2 separate regions of the Hordeum vulgare genome follow, and region 1 is linked to region 2. The links are chromatin contacts, called in public Hi-C maps. All regions are on one chromosome and are shown on one strand. Each heading gives the region's core, a stretch centred on a gene start, on an enhancer-like site or on the middle of the called end of the contact. The rest is flanking DNA. Distances are from core to core; before and after follow the strand shown. Region 1 holds the start of LOC123397726. Region 2 holds the start of LOC123399994 (lysine-specific demethylase JMJ705-like).

Region 1 (3,529 bases), core at 229-2,728, 340 kb before region 2:
GCTTTTCGGAGGATTCGCCACCGCCACGAGGCGGAACTTGAGCAGAACCAATCTAGAGCTCCGGTAGGACGGTCCTGCCTGGGAAACTTCCCTCCCGGAGGGGGAAATCGTCGTGATCGTCATCACCAACACTCCTCTCATCGGAGGGGACTCGTCACCATCAACATCTTCATCAGCACCATCTCATCTCCAAACCCTAGTTCATCACTTGTAACCAATCTCCGTCTCGCGACTCCGATTGGTACTTGTAAGGTTGCTAGTAGTGTTGATTAGTCTTTGTAGTTGATGCTAGTTTGATTATTTGGTGGAAGAGTTTATGTTCAGATCCTTGATGCTACTCATTACCTCTCTGGTCATGAATATGATTATGCTTTGTGAGTAGTTACTTTTGTTCCTGAGGACATTGGGATAAGTCATGCTAATAGTAGTCATGTGAATTTGGTATTCGTTCGGTAATTTGATATGTTGTATGTTGTTTTTCCTCTAGTGGTGTTATGTGAACGTTGACTACATAACACTTCACCATTATTTGGGTCTAGAGGAAGGCATTGGAAAGTAGTAAGTAGATGATGGGTTGCTAGAGTGACAGAAGCTTAAACCCTAGTTTATGTGTTGCTTCGTAAGGGGCTGATTTGGATCCACTAGTTTAATGCTATCGTTAGACTTTGTCTTAATTCTTCTTTCGTAGTTGAGGATGCTTGCGAGAGGGGTTAATCTTAAGTGGGATGCTTGTCCAAGTAAGGGAAGTACCCAAGTGCCGGTCCACCCATATATCAAACTATCAAAGTAACGAACGCGAATCATATGAACATGATGAAAACTAGCATGACAGAAATTCCCGTGTGTCCTTGGGAGCGTTTTTCCTCCTATAAGACTTTGTCCAGGCTTGTCCCTTGCTACAAAAGGGATTGGGAGACTTTGCTGCATCGTTGCTACTTTTGTTACTTGTTGCTTGCTACGAATCATCTCACCACACAATCACTTGTTACCGATAATTTCAGTGCTTGCAGATATTACCTTGCTGAAAACCACTTGCGAGATCCTTCTACTCCTCGTTGGGTTCGACACTCTTACTTATCGAAAGGACTACGATTGATCCCCTATACTTGTGGGTCATCACAGCACTATAGCCGGTCAAATCGCACACGTTTTTTGATTTTAAAAACTTGTTGCCGTGTTGAGTGTGATTTCCCTCTCTGCTATGCCTAGCGCCTCTGCATAGTGCGCACACCCCTTGCGCACGTCCGAAAACCTTTCCTGAACCCGTAACGTACGGTTGTGACCATTGAGTGTGGATCATCTCCGTAATACCGGAAACCATCATCGGTTTTGCAATTGGACTCCCCCAGCTTATTATCTCGACTGTCTGATTTAGATCAAAGGGTCTTACTAGCCCCTAAACTTCTCACTATACGTGTATATATATATATATGCCTTAACCCTACACCAATCCCTAGAATTCCTCTCTTGTCCGATTGTTGCGCCACCACCCACGCCTTCTTCATTGGGATCTCCTCCACCTCCACTCACATCCACCACGCAACCACCTAGTCACCTCAAATTATACACCAAGCCAGCTAGCGAGCTAGGCAGGTCCATCTCCCGCATGCACCCGCATCCAGCGCCGGTCTACCCGCATCCGCTCCTTGCCCTGTGCCCGAATCCGATAGGATGTCACCGCGTCTCGTCACGCACCTCTCTGAGTTCCTTGTCCCCAAGCCTTCCTAGTTCCTACTCTAGCCGCCGCCTCGTGCTGCTCGTCGGAGTACCAGCAACGTCAAGCAGAGAGCCGCCGGAGCACCAGACCAAGCAGCAGCGCCACCACGCCAAGTACAGTGCTATGTCTCCCCATGCTCGAATCCCGCTCTCTCTTTCTTCTTCCTTCCCATGTTTGTTCTCTGAACTCTCTCTGTCCCTTTCTTTCTTCAGGCACCAGCAGCGCCATGGTGCACATGGACCTCGCCGCTCTTCCAGCGAGGTCAACTTGCTGCGTGAGCACCGGCTCCGCAGGCCTGTCGCGCCCCATCACCGCTCTCCTCCTTCCCTCTCTCTTATCTCTCCCGGAGCTTGTCATCCATCGCCCCCATGCCGTCGTACCTCGCCGCTGTCGGGAATGGGACGTTCGCCCCCAGATCCAGCCTTGGCGCCCATCTATGACCCCGACCTTGTGGACTCCCGTCGCCGCGCTGCGGTCCCAAACACCGGCGCCCTCTTGTTTCCCGTCGTGAGCATCTTAATTCTAATATGAAATTCAGGTTTTTCCTAGATCCATTCTGCCATATTGATGTTAAATGTTGTTGTCTTTGTTATCCTTCATGAGCATACTTGTAGCCGAGATGGCTAGTGCAGCCACACCTCATTCATGGGTCCCCCGGTTCGAGTCCCAGATTCATGTCATGTTAATTTGATGCATCTCTTATATGTAGCACATGATCAGTTGAGAGGGTCATTCCATCGTGCCACCAGCTAGGTCGTGGGATCGACTACTAGCGAGAACCCAAAAACCTTTTGCATGTTTATTTATTTTTCACACGCACAAATATGACTTAGGCCTCATTCGCTACTGGTCCGCTGCACCGTCTTGCTTCTCTCCCAAGCATTTTTTTTCTCCCTGTGTATTTATCATTTTCTAGTGCATGCATATTTTTCAGAAAAAGACTTTGTTCTAAAATGTTAATAACGAATTAAGCATGCACCGGATTAAAAAAATTATATATGAAAATATGTTCAGAATTTTGTGTACATTTACAATATCCAACTTACGTCCATGACAAAAAGGTTTAGCTTGTTGTTTTAATTTAATTTACATAAATGTCATGTTTAAACTATTTATTTTGTAACTAAGTAACCATAGCTCCGACTAAAATGTTTCATATATGTAACTTGACTAGAAAAATATGGAGAATCACATGGTGGCATTTATTTTACTGTTTAAAAACTTAAAAATTGTGCTATAGGCAGAAAAGTATTGTAAATCCAAATTCTGAACATGGGGACTTTAAGGAATTGTTATTTGTTGTTCCGGTCTCATTTAAACTTTTCTAGAATTTCATGTAGTTCCATAATATCATGTTGTATCTCTGATTTAAAATGTTTTTGGGTGTCGCTTGCATGCATTTTGCATTCATGGCATATTAATCTTGTGTTGGTCATATCTTTTAGACTGTAACTCTGTTCTAGATGATCTATATATGTAAATCGACTAGAATGACTTTAAAATTACATGGTGTACTTTATTTTGATGTTTAATAAATAAAAAATATGATTAGTTAAGATCTGGACCAATTTCGAAATTAACATATGGGGTCACTTTGGAAATCCTATAAGTTGTTTCCGACCTCATTTAAAATTCCTGATAGTGTAGTTTATTTATGATTCACCTCTTTCCATGTTTATCAACATTTAAACTTGCCGCATACCTAAATGAGGGTGAACAAACTAATTCAAATGTGGAGTTTCATCAATATGTAACTTGTTGCATATTGAGCTTCAATTAATTTGTAGAAGTTGATTGTTGTGCTTTACCGTG
Region 2 (3,426 bases), core at 93-2,592:
TAGGCACGAATATTAGCTGGGCCGTGCCGTATCGACCGACATGCGCAGCCTCCAGTCCCAAACACGACACAGGAGCTATACGGGCTAGCCCGTGGACACGCGAGGCCCGGTTTTGACCAATTTTAGGTTATTTTTGACCAATTTGACACATTGGACACATTGGGCTAAATAAATATAAATATAAAATATAAACTGTAAACAGTCCGTGCTATGCCGGCCCGCGTGCCAGCCTTCAGGTCGACCCGACACGAGGTGGGAGTCACTAGTTAGCGAGCGCTCCTTCAAAAGTCTCCCACCAAGCAGTTTCGCGCACTGCCATTTGGCGCGTTCTCAGCCGCCGCCATGTGTCGACCTCTCAACGTTTCTTTCGGATTTCATTTTTTTCGCACGCGTTTTTGGCTATTTGGATTGGTTTTTTTTCTCATTTTTTGGTGTTCCGCTTTTTGAACAGTCTTTCTTAGCCTTTTGACGAAAATATAAAAAAAATCATTTTTTTTACGAAAAGACGTGTTTTCTATTTTTTCGTAAGAGGCATGGTTTTTTGCTTTCGTAACAGGCACGGTTTCACGTTTTCTGTTTTTTTAGAGAGTCACGGTTTTGCTTCTTTGGAGAGGCATAATTTTATTTTCATGAGAGGCACGGTTTTACCTTCGCGAGTCGTGCCTCTCGAAAAGGAAAAAACGCGTTTTCTGTTTTATTTTCTGCGAGAAGCACGATTTTGTTTCCGCGAGATGCACGATTTTGCCTTTGTAAGAGGCACGCGTGTGTCTCTCGAAAATGAGTTTTTTTTTCGTGAGAGGCATGATTTTGCTTACGTGAGAGGCATGATTTTGCCTTAGTGAGAGACATGAGGCACTGCCTCTCTAAAAGGAAAAACACGAAAAACGTGTTATCTTTTTTTTCTATAGTGAGAAGCACGGTTTTTTAGCCCGGTTTTTTCTTGAATATTTTTTATCAAAATTTATCAACATGAGATTTAATTTTAAAAATCTCGATGCGAGAAATCCAAGGATGAAAACAATTCGAGATTTGGACGCACGGTTTAGAAGATAAAACGTTTTGAAGATACGAATCTACGAAAAAAGAGAATACTTGAAAGTTACGACAAGCGCCATTTGTCGCAAGAAAATAAAAGTTATCTTTAAAAAGAATACTCCTAATTTTTTTTTGAGGGGTAAAAGAATACTCCTAATTAATTAGTGATTTCGACATGAATGCATGCCTAACACCACGATCCGTTTAAATTGTGCAGGCTGCTCGCATGTTTAGCCCGGCCCGTTTAGCCGACTATAGCGGAAATCCCCACCCCTTCCCTTCACATCTCTCTCTCCTCCAACCCTTTGTCTCTGACTCTCTCTCTCTCTTTCTCTCACTACCCCCAAAGCAGCAGAAGCAGCAGCAAGCACCAAGCGAGCAGCGAAGCCGATTCCCCAAATCGCCTCCCACATGCAATTCCTCGCCTGAAGAAACCCTACCTTACTCCACCGCCGCTGTCGCCGCCATGTCGCTGCCACCGGTGGACCCGCCGGAGTGGCTGCGCACACTACCCGTGGCGCCGGAGTACCGCCCCACCCTCGCGGAGTTTGCTGACCCCATCGCCTACATCCTCAAGATCGAGCCAGAGGCGTCTCGCTACGGCATCTGCAAGATCGCCCCACCGCTCCCGGCGCCGCCCCGGGAGGCCACCGTTCAGCGCCTCAAGGCCTCGTTCGCCTCCAATGCGGCCGCTTCCGCTGCCGGCGACGCTGGCCCCACCTTCCCGACGCGGCTCCAGCAGGTGGGCCTCTCCACAAAGAACCGCCGCGGTGCTAACCGTCGCGTATGGGAGAGCGGCGAGCGCTACACCCTGGAGGCCTTCCGCTCCAAGGCCCGCGACTTCGAACTCCCGAGGCACGCGACACCGCCAAGGCACGCGACGCCCCTCCAGCTCGAGGCGCTCTTCTGGGGCGCTTGCGCCGCGAGGCCATTCAATGTCGAGTACGGCAACGACATGCCGGGGTCCGGCTTCGTCAAACGGGAGGTACTAGACCTGGACACTGACAATCCGGCAGGGCCGCCCAGGGACGTCGGCGAGACGGACTGGAACATGAGGGTGGCTCCGCGCACTCGGGGTTCGCTGCTGCGAGCGATGAGCCGGGACGTGGCTGGCGTCACGACGCCGATGCTGTACGTGGCGATGCTCTACAGCTGGTTCGCTTGGCACGTGGAGGACCACGAGCTGCATAGCCTCAACTACCTCCACTTCGGCAAGCCCAAGACCTGGTACGGTGTGCCCCGAGATGCCATGCTTGCTTTCGAGGATGCCGTCCGCGTCCATGGGTACGCGGACGACCTCAACGCTATCAGTGAGTCCTCTGTTCCACTATGCTTTTACTTTACTTCTGTTTCTTGCTTACAAGGGCTTGAATTCTATTTGACTTACTTGAAAAGTATAGGAAGTGTTTCATTCTTGACTTGTAGAGTCAAAACCTTGTTTTGAATTGTCAAATTCTGCTGCCAATTGGGGATATAACTGACATGTCGGTAGTGTGAGGCTATCAGCAACTTCAGATGAGCAATGTGCAATTGCAACAACGTGTAAATTAACCAGGAACCATTGCCCTTCAATATGCAATTTATGGCTCTGAAAAAAAATACTAGCGAATATGCAATCTGGAAAATGAACTTATCAAGTAGATACAATAGGTACTAATTTCAAATTGAACCATTGCAACCTCAATGATCATAGGAGGTTGCACTGCGACACGCTGGTAGGAGCAGTGCAGAGGTTGTGATTTGTGGCTAGGGACTGAGAGACAAGTGAGAGATTTAAGAAGGGTAAGCTGATCTTGAGAAGGGGAGCCTATGCATGCTCGATTTGTTTGGTAAACTGACTTCTACTTTAGTATGACATGTGATGTGGGGGGCTGCACAACACAACTTGGCGATCAACTCTGTTGGAATATTGAATAATAAACACATAAAACGGTGTTTTACCTCCGCCCCTATCTCCCTCCTTGGCGCAACTGTGCCGAAGCCCAAATATCCTTGCCCTCACCCTCCACCTCTCATAACTCCCCTATCAGAACCTCAGCACGTGATAGACCTATCTGAAATGACAGTGCACACTGCATGCACAAGGATATGTCTATCAATCAAACCATCCTTCATAGTAATGAAATCCATTCTGGCTCCAAAACCTCTTTTGCATTTTCAAGGTATCTTAAGCATCATAAAATTGGGGCTGCTAGATTGCAGAACATGTAAAATTGAGCCAATAACATATATGTCATGAGCAAGACATCAATGATAGCGGTTGAACAAATGGTACTGTGGGAGGATGGCATTGATCACCAATTTTGTTCTGTGGGTATCTGGCCGACAGGTTATTTGTGTAGTGCCCTCAGGAATCATGATGCTACACGGCTTCCTGCGTCGCTGGCAAAT

What was found. Hi-C and Micro-C count contacts between places; a contact is called where the count stands out from the background.
Region 1: a contact with region 2 is called in a Hi-C map of leaf, with 3 times the contacts expected there. The contact joins the promoter of LOC123397726 here to the promoter of LOC123399994 in region 2. A contact is called at or near these places in 2 of 6 Hi-C or Micro-C datasets (leaf and seedling).

The regions. Positions count from the first base shown.
Region 1 is chr5H:222,477,134-222,480,662 of MorexV3_pseudomolecules_assembly, reverse strand. LOC123397726 reads left to right here and starts at 1,478. Exons shown (of 2, transcript XM_045092264.1): 1 at 1,478-1,830; 2 at 1,930-2,715. The coding sequence starts at 1,607. The coding sequence ends at 2,248.
Region 2 is chr5H:222,135,999-222,139,424 of MorexV3_pseudomolecules_assembly, reverse strand. It overlaps LOC123399994 (lysine-specific demethylase JMJ705-like), which reads left to right and starts at 1,342. Exons shown (of 7, transcript XM_045094384.1): 1 at 1,342-2,345. The coding sequence starts at 1,502.